5 separate regions of the Mus musculus genome follow, and all the other regions are linked to region 4. Evidence: chromatin contacts called from public ChIA-PET and promoter capture Hi-C data. All regions are on one chromosome and are shown on one strand. The core of a region is the stretch at or near the end of the contact, and the rest is flanking DNA. Distances in the headings are between cores, read along the strand shown.

Region 1 (2,700 bases), core at 40-2,539, 260 kb before region 4:
CCGTGGTGTGGGGGAGACAGTCTGTTCACCCCTTTAAACCCAGTCAACCTTGAAGTGGGTCATACCATGCCACAGAGGTTGCAAGGGCCATCTGCTCTCCTTGGGTGGTCCATGAGGCTGTCCTGAGAGGATACAGTCTCTCACAGAACCGTCATATGTTGTACGTAAAACCAGCGCCAGTAAAACTTGCTGAAGCTTTGGTGGTTGAGTTTGAGTTGATTTGATTACTTATTAGTTTTTGGATTTATTTATTTTCTGTGCATGTATGTATTTTGAGTACATATATTGCAACATGTGTGTGAAGGAGGTGCCCACAGAGGCAAGAATTACAGGCAGTTGTGAGCCATCATGGGGGGAGTGTGTGTGTGAGAGAGAGAGAGAGAAAGAAAGAAAGAGGGAGAGAGAGGGAGAGGGAGAGAGAGGGAGAGGAAGAGAGAGGGAGAGGAAGAGAGAGGAAGGAGGAGAGAGGAAGGGGAGGAGGAGGAAGAGGAGGAGGAAGGGATATTTAGATGATAGCACCAGGCTAAGATCAGGTTTTTAACTCAGGTCTGACCCATAGCACTCCCTGCTGTCTGGTATTAACAGCAGGTTCTTTCTGTTATTCCGCAAGTCACCTGCTCTCTAAGGACAGCTTTGTTTCCTGTGTTTAGCTTAATTTTTTTCTAGGTTCTTCTTCTTCTTCTTCTTCTTCTTCTTCTTCTTCTTCTTCTTCTTCTTCTTCTTCTTCTTCTTCTTCTTCTTCTTTAATCACCTCTCACTTGGTCCTCAGCAGTTGCCACAACACATCTCTAAGATGATTCTAGAAAATTAGGTCCAGAAACCCACCCCAGTGCCTTTTGGGGAGGAACTCGCAACATTATTCAGCGATTTATTCTGGCTTTTCCCTCAGTAGGAATCACAGCAGGCTCTTCCCCCAAACAGAGCACTTCTTCCATTCATAGCTGACAAGAAACTCGGGTTCACAGGCTCCCGGTGGGAACCTGAGCCTCCCCTGTGAATACCTGCGGAAGCTGTTTGAGTGAGCCATTGATCCTTCCTCCTGAGCCCAAGGTCACTCCCTTGTGCTGTTTGCTGTTCCTGTCCTGGGCCAGGCAATGAGCAGTGAATTGCTTAGCAGGTGTCTTCAAAGCCAGGCCTATTCCAGAGCCGAGTTCCTGGAAACACTCGTGGGGTTTTGGGTTTTGGGTTTTGTTTTTGTTTTTTTTTTTTTGGTAGAATTGTGACAGGATGAACAACGCCAACACAAGCATCATTTTCCCTGGCCTGCCCACCCACTTCCTTGCCCTGAGTCACAAACTCTGGGAGTCTCAATTAAGACAGACCTGTGGTCAGAGCTTAGGGACTTTACCCCAGAGGAGAGGGAAACTTCAGGTCCTAATTAATGGCTTTTTTAACTACAGTTGAGTGACTTTTTGAATTAACCGGAGGGTGAGAATTCAAAGCTTAATGAAACTGTGTGAAGTGGAAGGAGAGAGAGGACTCTTGTAATTAGGTAAAAAGATCAAGAGAAGAGAGCACTGGGTGGGCAGGCCCCCCTGGTCCCAGGTACTCCGAGAGCTGCTATAGCAGGATCAGGATCGCTGACACTCAGACATTAGAAACCAGCCTGGGAAAGGCTGCAAAGACCCTGTTTCTAAACAAACAAAACAAAATAAAACAATACATCAAGGGCACAAAGCTATAGTGAGATTATGTGAATAAATGTAAAAAAGCTTGTCCCTTTTTTGGGGGATGGGGGGCGTGGACCGGGGTTTTGTGTCACCTTGACATAAGGTAGGGTCATCAGAGAGGAAGGAGCTTCAGGTGAGGAAATGCCTCCATGAGATCCAGCTGTAGGGCTGTTACTGAATTAGTGATCAATGGGGGAGGGCCCTGCCCATGGTGGGTGGTGCCATCCCTGGGCTGGTGATCCTGGGTTCTATAAGAAAGCAGGCTGAACGAGGCAGGGGAAGCAAGCCAGTACACTCCTCTGTGGTCTCACCATTGCCGGCTCCTGCCTCCAGTTCCTGTCCTGTTTGAGTTCCTGTCCTGGTTTCCTTCAGTGCTGGACTACAATGTAGAAGTGTAAGCTGAATAAACCCTTTCTTCCCTAATTTGTTTTTTTTTTTTTGTGATGGTGTTTATTGCAGCAATAGAAACCCTAAGACAAGCTGGTACCAGGAATGTGACAGACTTGACCGTGTTGTTTTGAGGAGGACTGTGATAGGGCTTTGGAACTTTGAGCTAGGGAAGTCACTAGTGCAGATGATGGAGGCACGGCTTGTGATATTTCAGAGGGAAGCAAAGATTCCACCAGGCTTTTGTGTGAAGAATTTGTGATTCTGGGCATCTGGGGCTGAAAAATTACCTGTGTTTAACAAGATACCAGCACTTGTAAAGTGAAACCTTTGCTTTGCTGGGATACTCGGTGCTGGTCAGCTGGAGCTGAGAAATTCGCAGGGATTAAGAGACCAAGGACTGGAGAGATGGCTCAGCGGTTAAGAGCACTGACTACTCTTCCAGAGGTCCTTAGTTCAAATCCCAGCAACCACATGGTGGTTCACAACCATCCATAATGAGATCTGATGCCCTCTTCTGGGATGTCTGAAGACAGCTACAGTGTACTTACATAAAATAAATAAATAAATTTTAAAAATGTAAAAAAGAAGAAGAGACCGGCATCACTAAGGTAAAATCTTCTGGGAGGTGTTTCCTGAGAGT
Region 2 (2,700 bases), core at 119-2,618, 290 kb after region 4:
TTTCTGTGTCAATGACTGGCAGGCAAATTACAGCGATAATATGAAATAGCTGGTAGGCATTGGCTACAGCCATTTCGGGGCCAGGCAGACCTCTCTACAGATCCTTTTTTTAATGTCTGAGTGTTTTGCCTGCGTGCATGAATTGGGCTCTTGGAGATCAGAAGAGAGCACTGACTCCTGGAAACAGTAATCATAGACAGGTGTGAACCACCATGTGGGTGCCATGAACCAAATCCTGGTCTGCAGGAACGGCAGCTGTTATTATTGCAGAGCCACCTCAGAGCCTCTCGCTGTATAGCTTGACATAATGGAGAAGCAGCCACTCTTGTCCCTGGTAACGTGAACCACTCGCTCTGAGGGGATAGCGTTTGAGCAGTGATCTCACTGATCACTGATTTGGTGCTGGTGGAAGAGCCATAAAAATCCAAGGTTCCTTGCACGAGGTTGTGTGTGTGAATGGTTCACCATAGAAGGCGCTGCCTTCCATAACTTACATCAACTGGCTATTGGTTTGTGTGAGTGTGAGCACACAGTGGATGTAAGAAAACAACTTTCTGGAGTCAGTTCTGGGAATCAAACTCAGGGCCTCAGGGCCCCAGGCTTGCAGGGCAATGTGTTTTGACCCACAAAACGATCTTTTTTCTCTCTCTTTCTTCTCTCTCTTTCTTCTCTCTCTTTCTTCTTTCTCTTTCTTTCTTTCCGAGACAGGGTTTCTCTGTATAGCTCTGGCTGTCCTGGAACTCACTTTGTAGACCAGGCTGGCCTCGAACTCAGAAATTCGCCTGCCTCTGCCTCCCAAGTGCTAGGATTAAAGGCATGTGCCACCATGCCTGGCTTTCACAAAGCTATCTTGCCAGCCAAGTGCTTTATCATCTGTTAATTGTGGGCTATACACTCTTGCTTTTTTTGTTTTGTTTTGTTTTTTAATTTTAAGGCAAGTTTCACTATGTAGCCCTGGCTGGTCTGGAACTCACAGAGATCCACTGGCCTATGACTCAAGAGTGCTGGGATTAAAAGGGTGCATCACCAGGCCCAACATATATATATTTTTTACTTAAACACTTTTATTTACTTATATATTTATTATGCATATGTGTGTATTTGTGTGTGCATCTGCATGCGGGTACCAAGAGAGACCAAGAGAGAACATTGTGTCCCTTAGAGATGGAATTACACGTGTTTAGTGAGCCACCTGATGTGGGTGGTGCGTCTGGCCGGTGCTCTCAGTGACTGCTAACCAGTGAGCCATCTCACGCACGTTCTTACAGATGCTTGAACCCCGGGTCACACCAACGCTAAGACCCTTCCGCGAGCTGTCGCCAGGGGGCGCGCGCGGGACAGGAAGGAGGCGCTTCGCGCTTTGACCCTCGGCGCCGCCCGTCGCAGAGGTAGCGCGGGAAAGTCTGAGCCGACAGTGGCGCGCCGACCGGGGTTGTCCGCAGTGATGGAGGAGGTGGAGGCTGAGGAGCCGCAGGAGTTCTCTCACCGGCAGGTATAAAATAAATGGGGTCCCAGCAAGGGCAGGACGTGAGGTCCTGGGAGAGGGAAAGGCCCCGAGTCCCTAGCCGGCCTCCGCGTGTGCGCATGCGTCGCTCGGCTGCAAGGAGGGGGTGCGGTCCGCCGAGCCTGCGTCCAGCTCGCCAGAGTCCGGGTGTCCCGGCGCTGTGAGGGTCGGGTGTGGGCGCTACAGAGAGACGATGGGGCTTGGAGGAGCGTTTGCCCAGCATGAGGGAATCTATGGGTTCGAGTCCCAGCACCGCACCTACCGGGCTTGGTGGTGAACGACTGTGACCCCAGCACGGAGCGGGGTGTGTGTGGAAGCGAGAGGCTTAGGGTGGAGGCAGAAGCCAGTTTAGAGTCATTTTCAGCGATATACCGAGTTCGAGGCCAACCGGGATTACGGGAGGCCCTGTCTTAAAGGAGGGCCCGCCCGGTGGTGGCGGCGCAAGTCCTTAATCCCAGACTGAGGCAGGCACATCTCTCAATTGGTCTACAGAGTGAGTTCCAGGACAGCTAAGGCTACACTGAGAAACCCTGTCTCGAAAAACAAAACAAAAACAACAAAACAAAACAAAAACAACAAAACAAAACAAAACAACAAAAGAGGCTGGGGATAGCGCGTGTGAGGGTGAGAGAGATGCAGGAGAGACACACAGACTAATTCAGGGGCTGAGGCAGGAGGATTACGAGTTTTAGATCAGTTAAGTACCTAGAGAGACCCTGTCTCAGGAACAAGCGAGGACAGTGCGTGGGGCTCAGGCCTTTAATTTCAGGAGTCAGAGCGAGCGGTGTGTGTGAGCTTGAGGCTAGCCTGGTTTACATAGTGAGACCTGAGCAGTTCACTAGGACCTGGGAAACGTTGTCTATTCTATGCTGCAGAGCCCGGAGTCAGCCCCTGGCAGGCTGCCCTAGAACCCACCCTCTGGCGTCGGTTGTGATTTCGGGTCCTCTAGTCAGTTAGTCGTGGCCCAAATATAGTTTTCTCCTTTGCAAAGTCGGAATACGGATAACTACTGCACGGGGTGGTGTCAGAGCCAATATTCAGTTGTTTGATGAATCAGAGCTGCCATCTCAGCTGGGAATGATTGTGAGCTCAGGGTTGGGGGTTGCTTCCTTAGGTATCTGCGTCCCATCGGCTGTCTGCCCTGCACTCCTGTTTTAAGAAATTCAGAACCTGGGCTGGAGAGATGGCTCAGTGGG
Region 3 (2,700 bases), core at 179-2,678, 310 kb before region 4:
TTCCTTCCTGACTGGTGACATGTGGACAGGTGAGCTGCCAACAAAAGCGAGAGATTATTACAGTGACCCTCAAGCCATCATTGCCCACAGAGAACTTGATCTTAAAGACACTCATAGGGGCTGATGAGATGGCTCAGCAGGTAAGAACACCCGACTGCTCTTCCTGAAGGTCCTGAGTTCAAATCCCAGCAACCACATGGTGGCTCACAACTATCCGTAATGAGATTTGATGCCCTCTTCTGGAGTGTCTGAAGACAGCTACAGTGTACTTACATATAATAAATAAATAAATCTTTAAAAAAAAAGAGACACTCATAAAATTGTGTGTGTGTGTGTTGGTGGGGTATTCTACAGAAACATAGTATGTAATTAGAGATAAACTTTTTTTAGATTTTTGTTTTTGTTTTGTTTTTGTTTTGTTTTTCAAAACACGGTTTTTCTGTGTATCAGAGTCCTGTCTGTCCTGGAACTTGCTCTGTAGACCAGGGTGGCCTTGAACTTACAGAGATCTGCCTTCCTCTGCCTCCCAAGTACTGAGATTAAAGGTGTGCACCACCATGCCCCATAATTTTTTGACCTTTTTTTTTTTAAAGAAATCAAAGGCTTGTGCCACAACATCTGCCCAACCTGGTATAAATATTTCTTGCTAGAGATGTTTTGTTTTATTTTGTTTTGTTTTAGGACAGGACCTACCTACTAGCCCATGGATTGCCTGATGACCTGGAACTCACTGTGTAGTCCAAGCTGACCTCAAATTTACAAAAATCCGCCTACCTCCACAGGGATTAAAGGCGTGCATCACCAAGCCTCAGTGAGTTTTTCTTGATCCCTAATTTAGCTCACGTAAATGCTGAAGCACGCCTGTAAGTGGCTCTTCCCTCCATCTCACTCCCCGAGGTAATCTATTTGAAGTGCACAGACTTCATCAAACTTGGCAACTATGAAAATCATCTACATTCGACTAAAGAAAAAAAAAAGGATAATCCCTTCAGGACCAATCCCCCCCCACACACACACACACCTTAGCCATTCACTCTAATGGCTGCATTATGTTCCGAAACATGCTATCCTGTGATTATTTAACCTCGTTTCCGTCTTTGGACGTTTGTGTTTGTGCAAGCTAATTTTCAACCACTGTGGCGTCTGAAGCGGCACAGACCGACTTTAGCCCAACGCCAGGAAAGCAGGACTAAGTGGAGAAAGCATTGGCAAGGATTAGCGTTAAGGTAGCAGCACTAGGACCTGCAAATGCATGCGTGCGCAGGCTGCAGGCGCAGGCGGGACTCCTTCCAGCTCTAGAGAGTGGCTTTGCAACTGTGGACGCTGGGGGGCGCGTCCGAGCCAGTGCCGAGGGCTTCCGTAGGCGCCCCGCCCACTCAGGCTCGCCCCGCGCCGCGATTGGCTGCGCGGCGGGAGCGCGCCGAGTCAAGGGGCGGGCTCGCGCCGGCTACAAAGCGGCGAAGGTCACGGCGCGAGCTGGAGCGCGCGGGCCGCTGGGAGTCTCTTTTGCGGCCCGCGCCCCTTGCCCACCGACTCGGCCCGGAAGCCATGGAGGGAGTGAGCGCGCTGCTGGCTAGCTGCCCCACCGCCGGCCTGGCGGGCGGCCTCGGGGTCACGGCGTGCGCTGCCGCCGGCGTGGTGCTCTACCGGATTGCGCGGAGGTGAGTGCGCGCCCCGCTGCACGCGGCCCGGGCCGCCGCCCCGCCCCCGCGAGGCCACGGCGGAGTCCTAGGGGCGGACCAGGCCTGCTCGCGAATGCGGGACGCATTCTCCGCCACCGCCTTTGCCCTCACCCCCTAAAAGCCTCGTCGGGGAGCAGCCGCCGACCGTGGCTGGGGGAGGGGGCTGCTGCTTGCTCCTCCCTTCGAGGCCCGTGCTCCTGGCTGGACTGCCCTGCTGGGCCTCTGCCGCCCATCGGTTAGGAGGATGAGAGCTGGCGCTTGATGGTCTGTATGCGATAGCAATAACATTCCTCGCGTAAGCTTTCCCCCGGAGAAGCCTTGGAGCTGAGTACTTAGAAGGCACGTGTGAGCAGTAGCAGCCTGAGGCAGGAGCCTGCGCTCCACACATTTAAGGAACTTGTCCACTCAGAGGTGTACGCTGTACTCCTTGGACACATGTCACGGATGGGCTTTGGGATCAATACCCTGGCCTGTCATGGCTCAGAGACCACGCAGACCCCAGTACTCCAAGCTTGCCGTGGTCAAACCCCAGAATGGAGTCGTTTCTCCAGCAGCGTGAAGGAATAGCTCACCTGATCACATTTCCCGAGGATAGGAACATACACGCATTCGTGGGAGCCTCTTTGGGACAGCCGGGGATGTGCAGTGCTCGGGACTTGACCCTAGTCGCTGGATGACAAGGAGCTATGGTTTGAACTGGCAATCAGGGTGATAGGTCGCCCTCCTTAACCCTGCATTTCTTCTGCAGGAGAGGGCAGGCAAAAGTTGTTAGAGGTAGGTGAGTCAGCGGCACCTAAGGAGGGGATGGATGTCAGCTGTGTTTGAAAGAGGGGGCCACATCCCGGGGGGCTGAGAGAGTGCCTGACTCTAGATCTCAACCCAAGCTTCCTGTCTTGTTCCCACCCAGTTTTTGGGAGTCAGAGGGACCGCTTAAGATCAGCCAACCCAAAGCAGTCCCTCGTTACCTGGGCCTAGGGGAGCCTGGGCAGTCTGTTCATGTGCCAAGCAGAGCTTGTCC
Region 4 (2,700 bases), core at 120-2,619:
CAATGATGTTAAAGAACTCTCACTACCCTAAAGCCATTGTATACTTTACTTGTGTGATTTAATCTGAGGCTACATGGCAATTATCATGTTTTCAGAAAAACAATGTAATTGACATCAGTGTAACTAGGGGTGCAAAATGGCTTACACAGAATTCATTTCCTGGAAAGTAGAATGCAGTCCTGAAAAGCCTGCAGCGATTTAATTTTACTCACAGACTCTTTGCATATCTAATAGTCATGTTCCCATTTTTAGCATGTAGCAAACAAATTGTAACTATTTTAGTCACTTCTTGTCCCCTTGGATAAGATCAACTGTAACTCTTTTAAACAGGAGTGGAATGTTTAAGATTATAGTTCAGCTAAGAGTAGCCGGTAATGAACCCTAGCACTTGGGAGGCAGAGGCAGGCAGATCTCTGTGAGTTCCAGGCCAGCGAGACCCTGTTTCAAATACATACATGTATACACATATACATACATTAATGTTATAGTTGGGTAATCTGTGATGGTGGTGCATACCCCAGCGTTCAGGCAGGATTTCAAATTTGGGGCTATCTGAAATACATAGCAAGATTCTGTCTCAAGAACAATTAAGAACGAGATGATTATGGCTTTTGTAAGCCATACGATATATACTTTGTGGCAAAATCTGGATTTTCACGGTTCTGTTAGATTTTTCAATTTGTATTTATACATTGATTGTAAAGTAAGTTTTTGTTGTCCGGCCGAGCTGGCATTACAAAGGGTTAGTTACTAAGTCATTGTTCAATACATTTCTCAATAATTTGAGTCTCTACACCCTTAAAGCAGAGCACCTCTCTAAAAGAACAAGGTAAAATAAAATTAAGATCCTGTTAGTTTTCTTCCATGGGTTTTCCTGGGGGAGGAAAAGAGTGGGACAAGGTATTTGCAGGATGGTGCTAAATGCTCCCTGCAGAAAGCAAATGTGTTTCCGATTCCTCAGTTCTTCTAATGTCTGTAGCCGGCTTGCAGCATCCTGGAGGATTTCCAAGTCACTCCACAGCAGGATCCACATGGGAACAAACTAGCACCGCAGAAACCCAAGGCGCAGGGGAGAGCCCGTGGAAGGGCCATATTCGGATTGGCACATCCTGCCCTCAGCAATTCTACCTGGGCCCCGCCCACCGCGCCCCTCGCCTCCGCTCAGTCTCCATGGTGACTGTCCGCCCCGCCTCCTCCTCGTCTCCTCTTAGCAGCCCCTCTCGCCCCTCCCCCCGCCTGGCGCCGCTCAGGGAAGAGGGGGTGGGGCAGGGGGCGGGGACAGGATGCAAGCGAAGAGGAAATCGGCGGCGCGACGCCCGCTGCTTATTGGCTGGCGAATCCCAGAGCGAGAAGCCCCGCCTCCCCGGCGAGGGTCACGTGACCCCTTTCAAAGATGGCCGCCCTGTTGTTTTGATGAATAATTCTTGGTGGGGCGAGGGGGTAAGAGTAGGGTTGGAGGGGTAGGAGGATTTACGCTTCCAGCGAGGGCTTCGCCAGTCCCGTCCCTCCCCTGCCCCCCACCGGGGTTCTCGCGTGGAGGCGGGGCGAGCCTGGCCTGCTTTTAGAGGGGAGGGGCTTCCCGGTCCGGTGCTGGGCTCTGCCTGGGCTGCTGTAGGGTCGCCGCGCCTCGGGGGCATCCAGTGTGCAGTGGAGCTGTTCCCGCCTGGGCCCAGGGGTGGGACCCGGAGCAGGGTCTGCGGGAGAAAAAAACGCAGCTGCCGCGTCACCGCCACGAAGACACGGCGCGCAGCGGGCACGAGCCGAGCTGGAGACCGCGCCGCCCGCCCTGGGTAACCTGGGAAGCTGAGGGGAGTCAGTGGCGCCTGGAGAGGACCCCATAGCGGTGGCCGTGGCCAGAGGCGGCAGCTCTGGGCGCTTGCTGCTGGAGGAGGCTGCGGCGGTGCGAGCGGCCGAAGCCAAGGCGATTCAGTGCCTCGTGTTCTTAGTTTTTAACCTCTGACTATGCAATTCTGAAACCTCCCCCATTGGGGGACCAGACAGCCCGATAGATACCTTCCACTCTTCCTTTGCTCCCGCCCTGGTCTCAAGAACTGAAGGATCTCTCTAACGCCTTTCACCATTAAGAGGAAAGCGATGGAGGAGCTGAGCGCTGACGAGGTGAGGAGGCTGGGGCGTGGGGGGGGGCACCTTGAAAGGATTACTTGGCAACTCTTTGGCGCTTTGGATGGGGACAGATTTTTGCCCTGGTGGTGTCGGGCTCTTGGGATTGGGGAGGCAACGGAGATGGCATTTTCAAGAATAATGAAATATAATGGAAGTAGTCATTCATCATCAGGTTGGCTGTATTGTAAGAAGCCCTTGGCTCCACTTTGGGCTACCGTCTCAGTATGTTTACTCGATCACTAAAATTCTCCAGAGATAGAGAATGCAAGAGGGTCTCTCGTTTTATTCTCCTTTATTCTCTCTCGTTTCTTCATTCGGAACTCCACTCGCTTTTCTTTCTTTTAGGGTCTGAAGACGGGGGTGGGGTGGTGAGGAGCATCTTGAAGGTGTTCAATCTTTTTAAAAGGGTGTTCGAGAAAGAGGGGCGCGATTTAGATCGTGGTATATTGTGTGTGTCTGCGTCGTCGGGGGTTTTAAAGAACAATTTTGCATAAAATCATGATGTTTAATGGCAGTTTTAAAGGGAAGGATTTGAAATCCCAGATACATGTGACCATTTCATTGTAATAAATTATC
Region 5 (2,700 bases), core at 87-2,586, 320 kb after region 4:
TCTTTCCAGCATCCTCACATAGGAGGCATTTGAGTCTACATAAATAAGCATCCAACCAGAGGCTGGTCTGATTACAGTGGACGCGTAATGCTGTCCCTTGCTCATTTATTCGGTGGTAATCTTGAATTCTACACATCAAATGTCAGAAAACAAAAAGTAGGTGGTTTATTCTCTCTGTGGCTATCTTCTTTTGCAGTTCTTCTAGACTGAAGGAAACTACAGTATTGGCAGAAGCTTTACTCAGTGTCATTTCATTTATATTATTGCCAGGCAAGAGGCTTTCCATAAGGCTGTCATCACCCAAAATAGAACTGCCAGTCAGTCTGCTATAGGCTCTGCTGCAGAGAACAGAAGTCTCTGGGGCCAAGGACACCCAGCCAATGCAACTGAAGTGGCACTAAGCTGAACTAACCTTGTGCTGGGGTGAAATGCAAGCCTTGGTGTGACAGAACCCCTGTCACCAGATCAAACCCTGCTCCTGGGTCTCAGTAGCTAGCTCTCCGGAAGCGATGCACACCCTGGCACAGGTGAATCCGTGCCCGGAGCTAGCTGACATGAAAGACCTGCAGAACTTCTTTGAGTATCTCATTTGTTGCTACGGGCTAATAACGCTTGTAAGTAACCATTGAACAGACCATCTCACTTGAGAGTCCCAAGAATCCTTTGAAGCAAAGTTGAAAATACACCCACTACACGGCTGAGGAAACTAAGGGTCCAGAGATGGTTAAATGCAAAGTATAGTCAGGATCAGAACATGGCTCACGTTCCTTACTTGGACTCTAAGGGCAGGCACTGACAGCTCCCTTTTAATGGAATAGGTACTGAGTGCGGACTCCCATTCCCATCCCGTCGGGGAGCCCCAGTACCGCCTCTGTGAGCCAGAGTGGACAGAATACGCTGGACTCGGTTTGGTCCAAAATCAGGTCAATGAACCTGGACCTGCACAGTTTCCCGTCCCCTTCACGGCTCCTCTCAGTGTAGGTAAGTAAAAACGCCAGGAATCTGTCAATCACTGGACCCACGTGGGTCCCTGCAGTCCCTAGGCTCTGGGGTCACCTTCCCGACCCCGCCCGGTCCCCTCAGCAGCCAACCTTTGCTCCTCAGCTCCTCGAGACTGGAGGCTGCCACGCCGTGCTGATCGCGGCTGTGGTTGCGGCGTAGCAGACACGGTTTGAGAGGCCGGACATCGTCCGGGTCTGGGGCGCTGGCTCCCCGCGACAGCTCCATCCTCAAAGTGGGGACCTGGCGACTCTGGGAAATCCCAGGTAGCCCAGAGCCCCTTCCCTAAGCTTTGACAACCTTCCTCCCGCTGCCTGACGGGAGATGTAGTTCTCTCAGCAAGTTACGCGAGACCAAGGCACGCCGGGAGATGTAGTTCTAGTGGCGGCTAATCACGGGCGTTCCAGGGCACGACGGGAATTGTAGTTTCTGGGTTCAAAGCCAGGGGCGGGGGGGATTCAGTTTAGGGAAGTGGTCCAGATTGGAGATTTCTTTTTTTTCTGTTGTTTTCTTTCCCCTACCCTGTTACCTTCCCCTCCTTTTCTTCTCTAAAAGACTGTATGATGGAAAACCCGGGGTCTCATGTATGGTAAGCATAGTTCTACACTACATTGCCAGCCATATATTCATGTTTTTTTTTTTTCCTTTTTAAAGATTTATTTATACATAAGTACACTGTAGCTGTCCTCAGACACACCAGAAGAAGGCATCAGATCTCATTACGGATGGTTGTGAGCCATCATGTGATTGCTGGGATTTGAACTCAGGACCTTTGGAAGAGCAGTCAGTGCTCTTAACTGCTGGGCCATCTCTCCAGATGCATATTCATGTTTTAAGAGTTGCCATTGAACTGGGTGTTGTGGCTCAGGCCTTTAATCCTCAGGAGGCAGAAGGATCTTTATGAGTTCCAGGGCAGCCTGGTCTACATAGTGAGTTTCTACACAGCCAGAGCTACATAAAAGAGAAAATTGTGTGTGTGTGTGTTTGTGTGTTTTTCAGGACTGGTTTTGTGACTTTTGAAGTTTAAAGGATATGATTTACAAGCAAGTTGAAATATTAAGTAAACATTTTACATTAAGTTAAATAGCTGACAAGATAGCTTAGTGGGTAAAGGTGCTTGCTGCCAGTCCTTACACCCTGAGTTTGATCCCAGAGCCCAGCATGGTAGGAAAACAGATTTCCAAAAGTTGTTCTCTGATCACACAACCTGACATTTGTATGCATGCATGTATGCTCATGTGAACACATACCCCCCCCACACACACAAATGGTTGCTATGAAATTATTATTAAGTTTTTAAAAGGAGCTGGTTTACTTATGTTTCTTAAAATTTTATTTTTGTAACCCAGCATGCTGGTGAATACCTTTAATCCTAGCTCTTGGGAGGCAGAGGCAGTTGTATCTCATTGAGTTCAAGGCCAAGGAGAACAAGCCAAAGTTACACAAAGAAATTCCGTCTCTGGCTGGTGAGATGGCTCAGTGGGTAAGAGCACCAGACTGTTCTTCCGAAGGTCCAGAGTTCAAATCCCAGCAACCACATGGTGGCTCACAACCATCCGTAGCGAGATCTGACTCCCTCTTCTGGAGTGTCTGAAGACAGCTACAGTGTACTTACATATAATAATAAATAAATAAATCTTAAAAAAAAAAGAAATTCTGTCTCAAAAACCAAAATTAATTAATTTTTTGTTTTGTTTTGTT

What was found. Promoter capture Hi-C pulls out the DNA fragments that hold promoters and counts their contacts. ChIA-PET counts read pairs in DNA pulled down with a chosen protein or histone mark. Capture Hi-C pulls out chosen DNA fragments and counts their contacts.
Region 1: an RNA polymerase II ChIA-PET map of memory CD8 T cells shows a contact between it and region 4, with 11 read pairs. The contact joins the enhancer-like site here to the promoter of Ube4b in region 4. A contact is called at or near these places in 2 of 39 promoter capture datasets (hippocampal neurons and pre-B cells), 1 of 484 Hi-C or Micro-C datasets (Th1 cells), 2 of 115 datasets of contacts at active chromatin or transcription factors (the 230-238 cell line and memory CD8 T cells) and 1 of 9 other capture datasets (pancreatic islet).
Region 2: a promoter capture Hi-C map of adipose tissue shows a contact between it and region 4. The contact joins the promoter of Cenps here to the promoter of Ube4b in region 4. A contact is called at or near these places in 7 of 39 promoter capture datasets (3T3-L1-derived adipocytes, frontonasal cranial neural crest, hematopoietic stem and progenitor cells and 3 more), 1 of 15 datasets of contacts at CTCF or cohesin (pro-B cells), 5 of 484 Hi-C or Micro-C datasets (bone marrow-derived macrophages, embryonic stem cells, erythroblasts and 2 more), 10 of 115 datasets of contacts at active chromatin or transcription factors (acute myeloid leukemia, bone marrow-derived macrophages, cardiomyocytes and 5 more) and 4 of 9 other capture datasets (adipose tissue, liver, macrophages and 1 more).
Region 3: a contact with region 4 is called in a promoter capture Hi-C map of erythroid cells, with 6 times the contacts expected there. The contact joins the promoter of Tmem201 here to the promoter of Ube4b in region 4. A contact is called at or near these places in 4 of 39 promoter capture datasets (erythroid cells, hippocampal neurons, liver and 1 more), 3 of 115 datasets of contacts at active chromatin or transcription factors (bone marrow-derived macrophages, memory CD8 T cells and pancreatic cancer cells) and 1 of 9 other capture datasets (liver).
Region 5: a promoter capture Hi-C map of pre-B cells shows a contact between it and region 4, with 5 times the contacts expected there. The contact joins the promoter of Dffa here to the promoter of Ube4b in region 4. A contact is called at or near these places in 4 of 39 promoter capture datasets (liver, neutrophils and pre-B cells), 3 of 484 Hi-C or Micro-C datasets (B cells, embryonic stem cells and pre-B cells), 1 of 115 datasets of contacts at active chromatin or transcription factors (cardiomyocytes) and 4 of 9 other capture datasets (adipose tissue, liver, macrophages and 1 more).

What each region holds. Positions count from the first base shown.
Region 1 is chr4:149,682,395-149,685,094 of GRCm38.p6, reverse strand. It overlaps a transcript of Pik3cd not described here. Among named protein-coding and RNA genes, the nearest start is that of Pik3cd, 20 kb to the right of the region's middle. Within about 2 kb of position 1,289, at least 12 of the 459 cell types and tissues checked have an H3K27ac peak or open chromatin away from gene starts, as enhancers often do. A contact at or near this core is called in memory CD8 T cells, where this site is marked.
Region 2 is chr4:149,136,268-149,138,967 of GRCm38.p6, reverse strand. It overlaps Cenps (centromere protein S), which reads left to right and starts at 1,368. Exons shown (of 5, transcript NM_027263.2): 1 at 1,368-1,492. The coding sequence starts at 1,445.
Region 3 is chr4:149,736,796-149,739,495 of GRCm38.p6, reverse strand. It overlaps Tmem201 (transmembrane protein 201), which reads left to right and starts at 1,428. Exons shown (of 11, transcript NM_001284270.1): 1 at 1,428-1,661. The coding sequence starts at 1,549.
Region 4 is chr4:149,425,300-149,427,999 of GRCm38.p6, reverse strand. It overlaps Ube4b (ubiquitination factor E4B), which reads left to right and starts at 1,369. Exons shown (of 27, transcript NM_022022.3): 1 at 1,369-2,118. The coding sequence starts at 2,095.
Region 5 is chr4:149,102,778-149,105,477 of GRCm38.p6, reverse strand. It overlaps Dffa (DNA fragmentation factor, alpha subunit), which reads right to left and starts at 1,336. Exons shown (of 6, transcript NM_001025296.2): 1 at 1,092-1,336. The coding sequence starts at 1,227.